2 separate regions of the Rattus norvegicus genome follow, and region 2 is linked to region 1. A link is a contact called in public Hi-C data. All regions are on one chromosome and are shown on one strand. Each heading gives the region's core, a stretch centred on a gene start, on an enhancer-like site or on the middle of the called end of the contact. The rest is flanking DNA. Distances are from core to core; before and after follow the strand shown.

The links. Hi-C and Micro-C count contacts between places; a contact is called where the count stands out from the background.
Region 2: a Hi-C map of liver shows a contact between it and region 1, with 5 times the contacts expected there. The contact joins the promoter of Slc25a21 here to the enhancer-like site in region 1. A contact is called at or near these places in 9 of 12 Hi-C or Micro-C datasets (the A7r5 cell line, the Rat2 cell line, Schwann cells and 5 more).

Annotation. Positions count from the first base shown.
Region 1 is chr6:79,903,202-79,909,832 of GRCr8, reverse strand. No RefSeq gene overlaps it. Among named protein-coding and RNA genes, the nearest start is that of Pax9, 15 kb to the left of the region's middle. Within about 2 kb of position 3,327, at least 8 of the 93 cell types and tissues checked have an H3K27ac peak or open chromatin away from gene starts, as enhancers often do. A contact at or near this core is called in hepatocytes and liver, where this site is marked.
Region 2 is chr6:80,433,610-80,440,240 of GRCr8, reverse strand. Slc25a21 (solute carrier family 25 member 21) reads left to right here and starts at 2,521. Exons shown (of 10, transcript NM_133614.3): 1 at 2,521-3,004. The coding sequence starts at 2,938.

The sequences.
Region 1 (6,631 bases), core at 2,078-4,577:
CTGTATGTGTGTGAGTCTGTGTGAGTCTGTGTGCGTCTGGGTATAAATGTGTGTTTCTCTGTGTGTGAGAGTGTGTATGAGAGTGGGTGTAAAATGGCAACGCAGAAGCGTGTACCAACTGTGTGTGAGTGTGTGTGTCTGAGTGTGTATGTTAGCCTCTGTGTGTGTGCATGAGTATGTGTGAGTGTGAGTGTGAGTGTGTGTGTGAGTGTGTGTGTATGTGTGAGTGTGGGTGTATGTGTGTGTATGTATGTGTGAGAATGTGTGTGTGTGTGTGTCTGTGTGTGTGTGTTGAACCCCAGGAAAGCTTACTCTTTCCAAGGCTTCCTCCCATGTATCTCTCTTTTTTTTAGTTCCCTTTCTGTGAGATGCTACCTTTCTCTGCCAAACACACACTCACTCACCATTCTGAAGAAGAAAGTAGAATTTTGCATGAGACTCACACACACACATTTTTTTAAGTTGTTCTTTTCTGTTTTAAAGTCCATGAAATCCCTAAAATATTTTAAGGCACACCAGGAAACTAAGCATAACATTATCAAGATGAATTCCAGTGAGGTCATAAAGTAGTTCCCTTTTTTTCATTTAGATTTCTAAACCACCATAAATGCATATATGCTTGGATCCATCTTGAAGCTTATATTTTAAACAACGCATGAAAAATGTATCCAGACCTCTACATGTTGGAGAGAAGTTAGCACACAGCTAACACAAGGTCACCCTTACCATCTGTCATTGCTCAGAGATCCGTTTGCACTAAAGGCAGGTAAACTGTCCTGACAAAGCATTAACCGAGCATGAACTCCAGCCGAGCCAAAGGGGAGCAGGGGAGGCTTCTCCACAGCACCAGTGCTCCCTGGCTGGCCTCTGTGGTCTGGGCCTTAAGTCTGCACATGCAGTTAGCTGAACCACAGTGATGTTCTTGACAAATCCCGATGTAGTTTCTCTCCTGCAGGCTTGGTACATCGGGGCAGTTGCCTTCCTTCAAAATCATAGCTGAGGGTGGAGGAATTGCTAACTCTCCATTTATCTCTCATTTCCTCTATGCCCCAGTTTGACTGTTAAACATCTCACTCTTCGGGTCACATGACAAACAACATGCAGCCATTTGCTCCTTAGACTTCCAACACAAATGGCCTTCACGACTCTTAAAGATGATTCATGGATCCTCCACAGAGAAACAACACTCATCCATAATTTGAGGTTGGGTCACGTTCTACAAATCGATGGCTGGAGCTAAACCATGGGTGTTGCTAGCATCCTTGTTGTCATATCTACAGGTAAGAACAGGGTGTAAATCTCATTGTTTATTTGTAGACATGAAGGTCAGGGTGTCACATCGCAGATCTTGGGTCCTCAGTCAAAGGCTGCTGTGTTTGGCCTCCTCGAGTTCCTTTCTCCACTTATAGGAAGGAACAAAATAAAATGTTTTGTGGAAGTTTATATTGAAATGAGGTCAGGTAAACTAATGACTGCTTGGTATTTTATGGCAAGTTTTATAACCTTGGAGTTGCTATAACTTTCAAACGATCATCAATAAAGTTTTATTGCTAAAGGGTCGCCATGTGTCTGAATGCTTTTGCACGTAGTAAAGGCAGACTGCCCCATTGGCTTAGCTCACCAACTCCTTTTCACCCCAGCCATAAAGACTTTTTTTTTTAAATTGAAGGTTGAAAAGTCTTCAGGTCTCCCATCTTCATCAGGTCAATGTTGGCGATGCAGGATCCTTGTGGAAATTATTTACTCAGGGTCGAGTTGTTGCATACAAGCACTTTTTCAAATTTTTGCAAATTTCGATTTTAAATGAGTTCTTTCTGTTGTTTGAAAATGTGTCTCATCATCTAGTTCTGGTTACCTCACTGTGTAGGTAAGGGGGTGCTAGAGCCCCTGGATCCACACTTCGCCACCCTCTGCACTGCCTCCCTGTACTTGGATTACAGGCCATCAAGCCTACTCTTAAAACAGGACCATTTTAATAATATAAATGACAGTCTTCAGGGAAAGTTGATAGTTTGTTACAGAAGCATGTGCTTGAATGGTATGCCATATACATAAGGGCTGTCATTAAATAATTGTGTGCTTAAGTATGATAATGGTCTCAAAGGTGAACTACAGTATTTGAGGCTCTTAAGGACATCAAAGAATCATAAAAAAACAAAAAGCAAAAAACTTTGGAGGCCTTACAATGCTTTCTTGTTTGAATTTAGCTGAAGGAGGTGGAGGGGGGAGTTGCAGGGAGGGGGCGTTGGTTGGTTAGGAGCTGTTCAATGTTGACTTGGGCTCTGTTTTCTTCACATTGTTTTCTAACACATTCTAAAAGGAAGACTTTCCAGGGTCCAAAGACCACAGGGACTCCGCAGAGCAAGCCGTCAGACTCAGGTTCCAGTCAGAATCCTGTTCATGCTTCTTTTCTATAGTCACATCGCTGTGGAAAGGAAGAATCTGAGATGGATCTGATAGCAACTTTAGTTATCTACTCGCCGCCTACTCTGTCAATTAAGTGTTGCAACCCGTGCGTGCGTGCGTGCGTGCGTGCGTGCGTGCGTGCGTGCGTGTGTGTGTGTGTGTGTGTGTGTGTGTGTGTGTTCAGAGTGGTAAAAGGAGGGAAGAGGGAGCTGGAGACAGGGGGGAGTACACTTGTGTCATCTTAGGGTTTGAATATAAGAACCCCTTGCAGCAGGCCAGCCTCGGGGTGTAAGAAGGAAGTCTGCTTCAGATTTTTTACTTTCCATTCAAACACTATCCTTAGCCACCCCCACTTTCCCTTAGCTCTTCAGAAGAGCTTGGTGAATACCGCCCCCTCCCGGACTGCTGGACGTTCCTTTGCACTCTGAATCTGCTCCTTCCAAAGCCACGAACTCTGAATCAGCGCTTATTGTGAGTTCCCTTCTGTGAGTCTGAATCCTCTGACTTGGGACCCTGGCCCAGGACCCATCTGCAACATGTGGAGAACTGGAACCCCTCTCTGCCGGGTGCTCCTCGCCGTGTACCACGCAGATCTCCAAGGCCCTAACTCCCATTCTGACAGTCCTTAAGTTTGGTGGCTCCCAGGGCAGGCTGTGGCCACGGGTTCGCAATCACCCCTCAGGTCACCAACTCAGTTCCTACGGCACACTCGGGTCGCAGTACCGCGAGCAGCCGCAAGCCGCAGCCCAACAGCAGGCGCCTGGGACACCCACGGCTGAAGCATCTGGAAGAGGACGCGCAGGTGCGGACTGGGAGAGCACCCGAGCGATGCGGGATCGCTAGATTCTGAGACCGCTCCGGCCACAGGTCAAACTCTACAAGGCAAGCGATGCTGCGTGGCTGGAATCTCGGCCAGGCCCACACCAGCGTTGAGCTGCGGGCGGTTGGCAGAGGGAGTGGGCTGTGGCGCCACCTCCCGAGGAAACCTGTTCCACCGCGGCTTCCAGGTAGCCTTAGAGTCGCTGAGAAGAATGGCCTAGTGTAAACAGACTAAATCAAACCAAAGATTGGGGATGAAAGGAAGCTCCCATACCCGTGATGAACTGCCAATACCCACAAACCTCCCAGGTTCTAATGTACACTGGGAGGAAGGGCAGAAGAAAAAAAAATTCTGGAAATCTAGGATCCTCTTCTCTCCCTCCAGGCTTCACAAAAGGAGATTGCTCATGCCCCTCCTAAGACAGTTCCAGGGGTTAGGTCAAGGGACTGCGACCTCTTCACTTCCTCCTCAGAGAGGAACCTAGCTCTCCACCGCTTGAGAGAAAGGTTTCTCTGTTTGAAAACGGTTTAATGTTTCTTAAACATGTCCTAAACAATAAATTGAGTGTGTGACGGGAGGGAGGCAGACGCGAACAAAATCTGTAGCTTCCTCAGAAATACAGAAAGGTTTTCAAAATTATGTACCTGCTACCAATTGTAGCCCATCTCTGCTCACAGATACCCAATGCCCAGAGTTGTTTTCTCTGGAGTTGAGCTTCTGTTAAGGTTTACTGTTCTGGAAAAATGGATTTGATTTCTTCCTAAGTGCCATTATTAAAATTATCAGAGGGCTGGAGAGATAGCTCAATGTTAAGAGTGCTGGCTGCTCTTTCTAGAGGTCCTGAGTTCAATTTCCAGCAACCATGTGGTGGTTCAGAACTGTCTATTAATGGCATCTGATGCCCTCTCTGGTGTTAAGGTGTATATGCAGATAGAGCACTCATAAAATAAACACATTTTCCCTCCATTAATTACTTTCAACTCCCCCTCATCTCCCCATTCTCCCCTCTCTCCTTCTCTAAGAAGGGGGAGGGGCCCCTGGGTACCAATGCGCCCTGAGACATCAAGTTTCTGCAGGACTAGGCAGTGAGGCCAGAGAAAGCAGCCCAGTTAGGAGAATAGGATCTACAGACAGGCAACAGTATCAGGGACAGCCCCTACTCCCCACAGTTGGGGACCCACATGAAGACCAAGCTTTATACTGCTACATATGTGCAGGGAGGCCCAGGTCCAGCCCACGTGTGCTCTTTGGTTGGTGGTTCAGTCTCTGAGAGCCTTCAAGGGTCCAGGTCAGTTGACTCTATTGGTCTTCTTGTGGAGTCCCTGTCCCCTCCAGATCCCTCAACCCTTCCCCCAACTCTTCCACAAGACTTCCTGAACTCTGTCTAATGTTTCACTGCAGGTCTCTGTATCTGTTTCTGTCAACTGCTTGGTGGAGAACCTCAGAGGACAGTTGTTAGGCTCCTGTCTGCAAGCACAACAGAGGATCATTAATAGTTTCAGGGATTGGTGCTTGCCCATGGGATGGGTCTCAAGTTGGGCCTGTCATTGGTTGGCCCCTCAGTCTCTGCTCCATCTGTCTAGTAGGTGGGACAAATTTGGGGTGGAAGGTTTTGTGTGTGGGTTGGTGTTCTCAACCATCTATTGAGGGTCCTGCCTGGTTAACTCACTCATACATTAAGTAAATACATACATACATACATACATACATACATACATACATACATACATACATAAATTGTGGAGAGCCGCAATAACATTTGCCACCACAAGATGGTGCTGACTTCCACTGCGCCCCACGTGGAAAGCCGGGATAGCTTTTTGCCATTACAAGATGGCGCTGGCCTCCGCCGCGCCAGCCGACTTCCTTTCAGGAAGTTAACTGTGTACACATGTGCAAGAGTGTCTTCGTGCCAGGTCTTTGCCCACTCCGGGGCGTGCCTATGAGATCATGGGTAAGCGACCAATCAGGTGTGGATGTGCAGCGCTAGGGTGTATATAAGCCGCGCCATGCTGGCGCCCGGGCCCTCTCTTTAAGATACAATAAAAACGTTTTGCTGCAGAAGGATTCGTGTGTCCGCGCGTGCGTTTCCTGCTGGCGGGACATTGGGCGCGCGACAATAAATGAAATAGATCTTTTAACAAATCAGCACAAGTGGCTGAGAAGTTAGACTCTCCAGGTGGGATACAAAACCAGCCCCTCTGTTGGTTATATTCATGTTAAAATCATTCGTTCATCCTATCCTGACCTGAGAAGACCTTGTTAGCCCCTAGAGTTTGAATCTTAAATGACTCACAAAGGCCCATGTGTTGGAGATTTAGAGCTTCGTGCAGTAGTGAGAAACAGTAGGAAATCCGAGAGGTGGGGCTTTGGGAAGTTTTAGGTCTTAGAAGAGAAGCTCTTGAAGGGAATTTTGAGACCTTGGTCTCTTCTCCATCACCATCTTTTACTTTCCAGACATCAAGTGACCAGCCATACTCCACTGTGATGTCCTCACCATGATCTGCTGCCGATTGACCATGGAGAACTGTGAGCAAACATAAACCTTTATAAGCCCACTCTCTCGGGTATTTGTTAAAGTGAGAGGTGCTGACTGTCTGTTTAAAACTCTGCCCAAAATGTCCAAATACCCATTTTCATTAGTTCAAAAAGACACACTCATATTCATAGTACTTGTATCAGGACCCTAAAGTATGTCTGGCACTGTATCAGGACCTGGAGAACACAGTGACAAAGGAGAGGAAGCACTTTCACAGACAAGCTGGACCACTTGGTTAACACAGAATTGCCTCCATGGGACAGGCAAGACGGCCTGTCAGGCCATTAAACCCAATGGCCTGAGTTCAATGCCCAGGACCTACATAGTTGAAGGAGAGAAGCAAACTCCACAATTTGTCCTCTGACTTCTACACATGCCATGTTAGGTTTCAAACCTGGGAGAAATGACTGAGGTGCCTACTTATGTCAGATCAGACCTTGCTATGAGGTTCTCCCTGCATCCATTAGACCCTTCCTCTTCAGACAGGGCCCTTCTGGCTGGTAAACCCCACCTCATCTTGAACTCTCCAGCCCAGGGGGACCGGGTTGCACTTCCCTATGTAATCCAACCATTTTAATACCTTTCGGCTTCCTGGCCGTGGCACCTGGTTCACTGTTCTTTCCTTTCCCCTCCCAATCTTCTCACATGACTCAGGGTCATGTTCACTCCAGACTCTGCCAGATGTCCTTGCCTCTGCCTATGCTCCAGCACATATCTATAATAAGCCTTCTCCTCCAGCACACCAGGACCAGTCATGTTCCTCTCCTTTATTTTTCTTTTCTTTTTTATTTGCAGTGTAGTGGTTAAGAACACTTGATCTTGCAGAGGACCCAGGTTTGATTCTCAGCACCTGACTAGTGGCTCAC
Region 2 (6,631 bases), core at 1,272-3,771, 530 kb before region 1:
ATTCAATTTCTACTTTTGATAATGAAATGTTTTTTTTTTTTTTAGTGTAGAATAGAGTTTATTCAGGGTATGGGGAGGGGAGTCAAGGGGGTAGAAGAAGCAGAGAAAGGCAGATAGAGAGGGGGGAGAGGGGAGGGGGGGAGGGGAGAGAGGAGAGAAGTAGAGAAATAGAGGCCAGCCTTGAGCCTGGGGAGGGGAGGGGGAGGGCGCGAGGACAGAGCAGGAGCAGGAAGACAAGAGCAAGAGAGGAGCAAGAGCATGAAATGTTTTTGTAAGCTCTGAAATTTTGGGATTATGTCTAAAATGCAACAGATCCTCAATATTTGTTGAATAAATGATTTATATTGTATTTAAGATCCCATATTTAACTAGTAAAATATAGTTCTCCATACCTTTAATTTGCTTAGTGATAGAGCAGCAGGATTTTTTGGTTTTTTTGTTTGTTTGTTTGTTTTTTGTTTGTTTGGTAACCAATTTCACTTTTGCTATTAGAATTTTTTATTTTTGAGAATTTTTTCATCTTTATTAAATTGGGTATTTCTTATTTACTTGAGAATTTAATACTTTTTTTATTAACTTGAGTATTTCTTATTTACATTTCAAGTGTTATTCCCTTTCCTGGTTTCCGGGCCAACATCCCCCTAACCCCTCCCCCTCCCTTCTTTATGAGTGTTCCCCTCCCCATTCTCCCCCCATTGCCGCCCTCCCCCCAACAATCACGTTCACTGGGGGTTCAGTCTTAGCAGGACCCAGGGCTTCCCCTTCTACTGGTGCTCTTACTAGGATATTCACTGCTACCTATGAGGTCAGAGTCCAGGGTCAGTCCATGTATAGTCTTTAGGTAGTGGCTTAGTCCCTGGAAGCTCTGGTTTGAGAATTTAATATAACATTTCCCTTTCACTCCCTCCAAGCTCTCCCTTGGACTTTTTCTTGCTCTCTTTTAAATTCATACTTTTTTCATTAATTGTTGTTCTAAGCATGTTTATGTGTAAAATATACATTACTAAATATAACCTCGATAAGTATATGACTTGTATGTATGTTTTCAAGGCTGGCCATTTGGTATTGATGAACATTTTCAAATGGGGCAATTTTAAAAATGAGAAACTATTTTTGTGTATCTGATCACATAAGCAGTACATTTACCCAATTCTTCGTGTGTGGGTGTTAGGTTTTCTTAGTCAGGTGGCACAGGCACCCAACAGTGTGTACATGTGGTTGCAGATGTATGTGTATACATATGTGTGTACACGTGGTTTATGTGTGTGCGTGTATGTGTACACACACAGGGTGTATGTGTGTATGTGTTGTGTGTGCATATGTATGTGTACATGTATGTATACATGTGTTGTGCATGTGAGCAGATACTCACCTGCAACAGAAGTGTGTGGTGCCTAGAAGTTACTGTTGGGAATCTTCAATTGTTCTCCATTTTACCTTTTGAGACTGGGCCTGCAACGGAACCTGGAATTCAATTCCCCATGACCAGACAGCTCCAGGGATCTGCCTGTCTTTGCCTCCTTGCTGCCAGGGTTACAGACTAATACTGCCTTCCATGTTCTCCTGCCAGGGTTACAGACTAATACTGTCTTCCATGTTCTCCTGCCAGGGTTACAGACTAATACTGCCTTCCATGTTCTCCTGCCAGGGTTACAGACTAACGCTGCCTTCCATGTTTGGGAAAGCTGGATTTAGGTCCTCAGGCTTGCATGACAAAGCACTTTACTGACGGAGCCACCTCCACAGCCTGTCACCAACACTTAATGGCTCAGAGAATGAAAATAAGATATAAATATTAATTTTGTCTATTTGATCTGACACTGAGTTATTTTAAATTGCACCTATCCATGTTTCTGACAGTGAGCAATGGCAGTTTATATGCTCAGAATACATGTATTAAACACTAAGCTTTAGAAATGACAACAGGGTTTCCAGTCCCCAGTACTCCCTCTTATCATGTCCTGCCTGTCAGGGGCGTGGTGAGCGTTCTAAACTATCTGACTCTAGTGTTTCTCTTATACTGCAGTTTTACCAACAGGCACTAACCGTAGTTTTGTCTTGTCCGTGGTTCTAAAGCACTAGTATGAGTAATTCCACATTTTGTACAAAGAAATAAGTAGGTTATTGATGCTTCACTTTCACATCTGCCTCAATGTTCCTAACAGGGAACTACTAAAACACAGGTTTCTAGGCCCTAACCCTGAAAGACTAGGCTCTCTGACAAGTCATCATACTGTGCTTCTTGTGAACAGCTTGGTGACCCTGTGAAGTGGGCACAGGGTACTTGAATAACAAGACCTTTATGGTTGCAGTAAGTAAAACTCAGTTTATTGTGCATGAAATAAATGTCCAAAACTACTTCCCTGGCAAAGTTACCATATTGGCACTTTTTAAAAGACAGATCTGCTCTGATCTAGTTGCCGTGGCCTTCAATTTCTGGATGACTAACTTGGAGGAATTTACGCACTATCCCTTCTTTGGAACAGTACTGTATGTTGAAATGCCAGGAGAGCAAGGGTCGCCCGAGGCTGCTTCTCTGACGTCCTTGTCTAAGGCAGCCCTTAGATAAGCAGCTAGCTAAACAAACTCCGCAGGAGGTCTCGATAGGCAAATTCATAAGCCTGTATCTAGAAGCTCAAGTCTGACCCACTGAGCTAGGCCAAGTCTACCCAGCCCCCAGTTGTCAGTGTTCCCCTCCAGCGCCCCTGTGGAAAGGGCAGCCTCAGGCAGCGCCGGGCAAATTCGGACCCCCTCCGCCGACCTCGCCGCGAGCCGGTGCCAGAACCGCCGTCTTTAGCTGGACCGCAGCCACACAGGGAAGACTTCAGCCCCAGAACCGACGGGACCCGGTCTCCATCGGCGGCGGCCTTCAGCGAGCGGCGGCCTTCAGAGGAGCTCGCTCCAGCATCTTGGCTACTCTGTCCCCTGGTCACGAAGATGTCGGCCTCCAACGTCAGCTTGCTGCACGAGACCTGCAGGCAGGTCGCGGCCGGAGGGTGTGCAGGTAAGGCTGCCCGCTCCCCGCGCGCTCCGCGCCGCACCACCCGACAACGTCCCCAAGGCTCGCCTTCCAACCGAAAGTTTGTGTGCGTCCTCCTAAATCTTCCACTCTGACTCGGCGAAGAGCAGAGGAGGCGAGCAGCCGGTGTCGGCTCTTTTGGGTGAAGTCCCCACTAGCTGCTCTGCTCTCAGGTTCCTGGGTTTCTCTGTTCCTAGAGTGAGAAGCATGAAAGGATTCACCAGTCCCTGAAACTTACTGTGGCTTTTGGAAAGCTTCCCACTCCCTCCCTTCCTCTTCCTTTTGACAGCTATCTTACAGAAGGAGGATCCAGTTCCGTCTTAAGTTTCTTAGCAGGTTTTTCCCAAGCTCTCAGCTAGAGAGGATCTTAGCATAACTCTAGCCTCTCTTCACAGGGATTCTTTACACTGTGCTTCTTGGGTTATATGCACGCCATAAATAGATACATTAAGATTAAACGCTCTTGCTACGTGAGTCCAACGCTCTTGGACTCACATTAATCTGTAGAGAACTACGATGTGGGAGAGACTTTATAAAAAGATCTATTAAAACCAGCTTGGGAATAACTACCCTCAAATGCAGCTGGAAGAAGTTGTCACCATTAAATTATGCATAATTTTAAATATTTTTAATAGTAGGCTGTGACAATTTCATGGGTGTGGTTATTTTAATAAGTTATGACAACTGATAAATAATAATTAAGATAGACTAAAAGATACTCAATATATACTTAGCAACGTCTATTTTCAAGCAAAACCGAACCTTTAAATAATGATATATATGGTTTAATTCCAACTCTGTGATCCTGAACAAAGAACACTCTGCTAGACGTAGGGAAAGTGAAGCTGGTTAACATTCCAGGCTATGCCCAGTGACTTACAGACATCTTGGCTGGTTTGTATATTCACAACGTGTATTAAGCACAGTTCAACTCAAAGACTCTAATTCTGTTTATGCTGCATATTCTTGGATAAACATTTGGCGTAGATGGATTTATGCCACCATGTATTGTTCTTGATGTAAATGGGAATTAATCAGTTAGCATGGATAAGTGGTAAGTCAATTACAAGATAAATTTGAAATGGGCTGCTGGATTCATGTAGTTTACACTGTGGCATCACTGACGTCATATTTTCTTCTACTTGACCTTTAAAAGCATATTAATAATATTGAAATTTGCTGAAACTGTAGTAATCTAGGCTGATCTTATTACATTGACAAGAGAGGTAGACTTTTTATAAAAATAAGGTGCATTTGAGTCTTTAATACCAGATTTCTGATTACTGATACTAACATCTGTCTGTGTATTATAACGATAATCATCTGGTTGCAAAGGTCAAAGTTGTCCTCTAAAAGAATGTTCTCATAAAGAAGAAAATAATGGGAGTGGCTTATGGGAAAGATACAAATGTCTCATGGCATTCAAGGTCTAGTGTCATCCCCTTGAGAAACTGGAACACTCAGGAGGAAAAAGGATGCAGTATTTCTTCACCTTGTCTACGTCATGTGGTCCATTACCCTCAAGGCAGGACAATGGTGACTCATGTCTATTGAGCATTACTCTGATTTGCCATGCTCTAACATTTTTGTAAAAGGTAGGCAAGCCCAAATGCATGCAGATAGTGTCTTATACATTAGACAATGGCGAGTCAACTGTTTTTTTAGCAGCTTACTGGGTGACTTGTCTCCCAGCCCCTCTTTCATGAGTGTGAGTATCTTGCCTTCCTGTATGTCTGGGCATCAAGTGTGTGTCTAGTCCCCAAGGAGGCCACAAGAAGGTGATAGAATCCCTGGAACTAGAGTTACAGACAACTGTGAGCCACCAAGCAGGAATCCAATCTTGGTCCTTCTGAAAGATCTGAACCACTCAATTATTTCTCTAGCCCTTATCTTCCTTTAACATAGGAAAATCTCGGCATTCTGCCAAGCAGACTGCTGTGCCATGCCAACTTATGTGGAGAGTACAGGGCCGTAAGGGTGCCAATTTGACAGAGATATTTCACTACGTGATCTTTGGGACGGGAGAAGTTTTGTTTCTCACAGTTAACTGTTGTTTTGAAGTTTTCATTCCTTGTATTAGAATTTGGTTTCCAACAGCTTCCAAGTATTCATGCTCTTGAATGATCTTCCTGGGGGGGGGGGTGCAGGGAACTTGTGTTTTTTTTTTTAATTCAAAATACTAGGAATAGACTCAAAATTACCCAATGTTGATAGGAACCCACCTCTATCAATTAATGACAGCCTGTCCCCATTGGATAGGTGGCACATGTGGTTTGGAGATTCTCAAAGGAAAGCTAAAAAAAAAAAAAAATAGATTCACCATAAAAGGACTATTTGTGTATATTATATAATACATCATTCTTTTATTACAAGAGGACGTGTGATATTTCCATTTAAAGACTGGAGGTATGCTTAGCTGTTTGTTAGCACGCATCTAATAACATATATCTAAAACCTCCTTTAGGGCTTGTCATTATAGCTAGACCTTGCAGAATAGATAGATCTTGCTACTAGTGAAAACTTTGATTTGAATAAGTATAGCAAGTTTATAAAGGAAAAAGATAAAATACAGTTCCAGTATCAAAGGAGCACCAGGAAGGAAAATGGAGCTGAACCCCGTGCTTAAGGATATTAAATTGAATTAATGGAGTGGTTACCTTGGGGCAAGATCCTACCCAGCTAAATTTAGATCCAGGCAAGGTGGTACACGCCTTTAATCCTGGGAGATAAAGCCAAGATCTCTGAGTTCAAGGCCAGCATGAGACAGCAAGTTCTAGGTGAAGAAAAGCTTAAATCCAGGTGTGATGGTACACACCTATAATCCCAGGGGACGTGCTCGAAGATGTCTGAGTTCAAGGTCAATTTACAGAGATTCAGGTCAGCCAAGCTTAGGCAGTGAAAGAGTTGGAAAACGGAAAGCTAGTGATAATGTAATAGAACAATGGGGTCACGTTCCAACTCCGGCAAGCAGCAGAACATGGCAGTTTTGGGACAATTGACATTGGTTAGCTAGAGCTAAGAAATTAGTGGTGATTAAGAAGAGACCAGCATCGGGGTTGGGGATTTAGCTCAGTGGTAGAGCGCTTGCCTAGGAAGCGCAAAGGCCCTGGGTTCGGTCCCCAGCTCTGAAAAAAAAAAAGAGACCAGCATCACTGCAATGGAATTTTCTGGGAAGTGTTTCTGAGAGCACAAAGAAGCTGTGTTCCACAGATAGCCAAAGTTGTTATCTAATATTACAGCTGCACTTGGCAATGTCTAAGACTCACCCAGGTGGTACCTAGTATTGATGGCATGAAGGGGTCATGAAGAACAACTGAGGCTGGGCACTGTGAGAGGCCGTGGAAGGCCATGGGTGAAGGTGCAGCCTCAGTTGTAGTGTGCCCAGGACTGAAGGGGTTTACATTGTTACTGTTCATTATTGAAGGAAGTCAGAACAGGAACTCAGACAGAGCAGGAACCTAGAGGCAGGAACTGATGCAGAGGCCAAGCTTACTTGGCTTGCTCAGCCTGCTTTATTATGGCACCCAGGACAACCAGCCCAGGGGTGGCCCGGCTCACAATGGGCTGGGCCCTCCCCCACCCATCACTAATTATGAAAATGTTCTACAGACT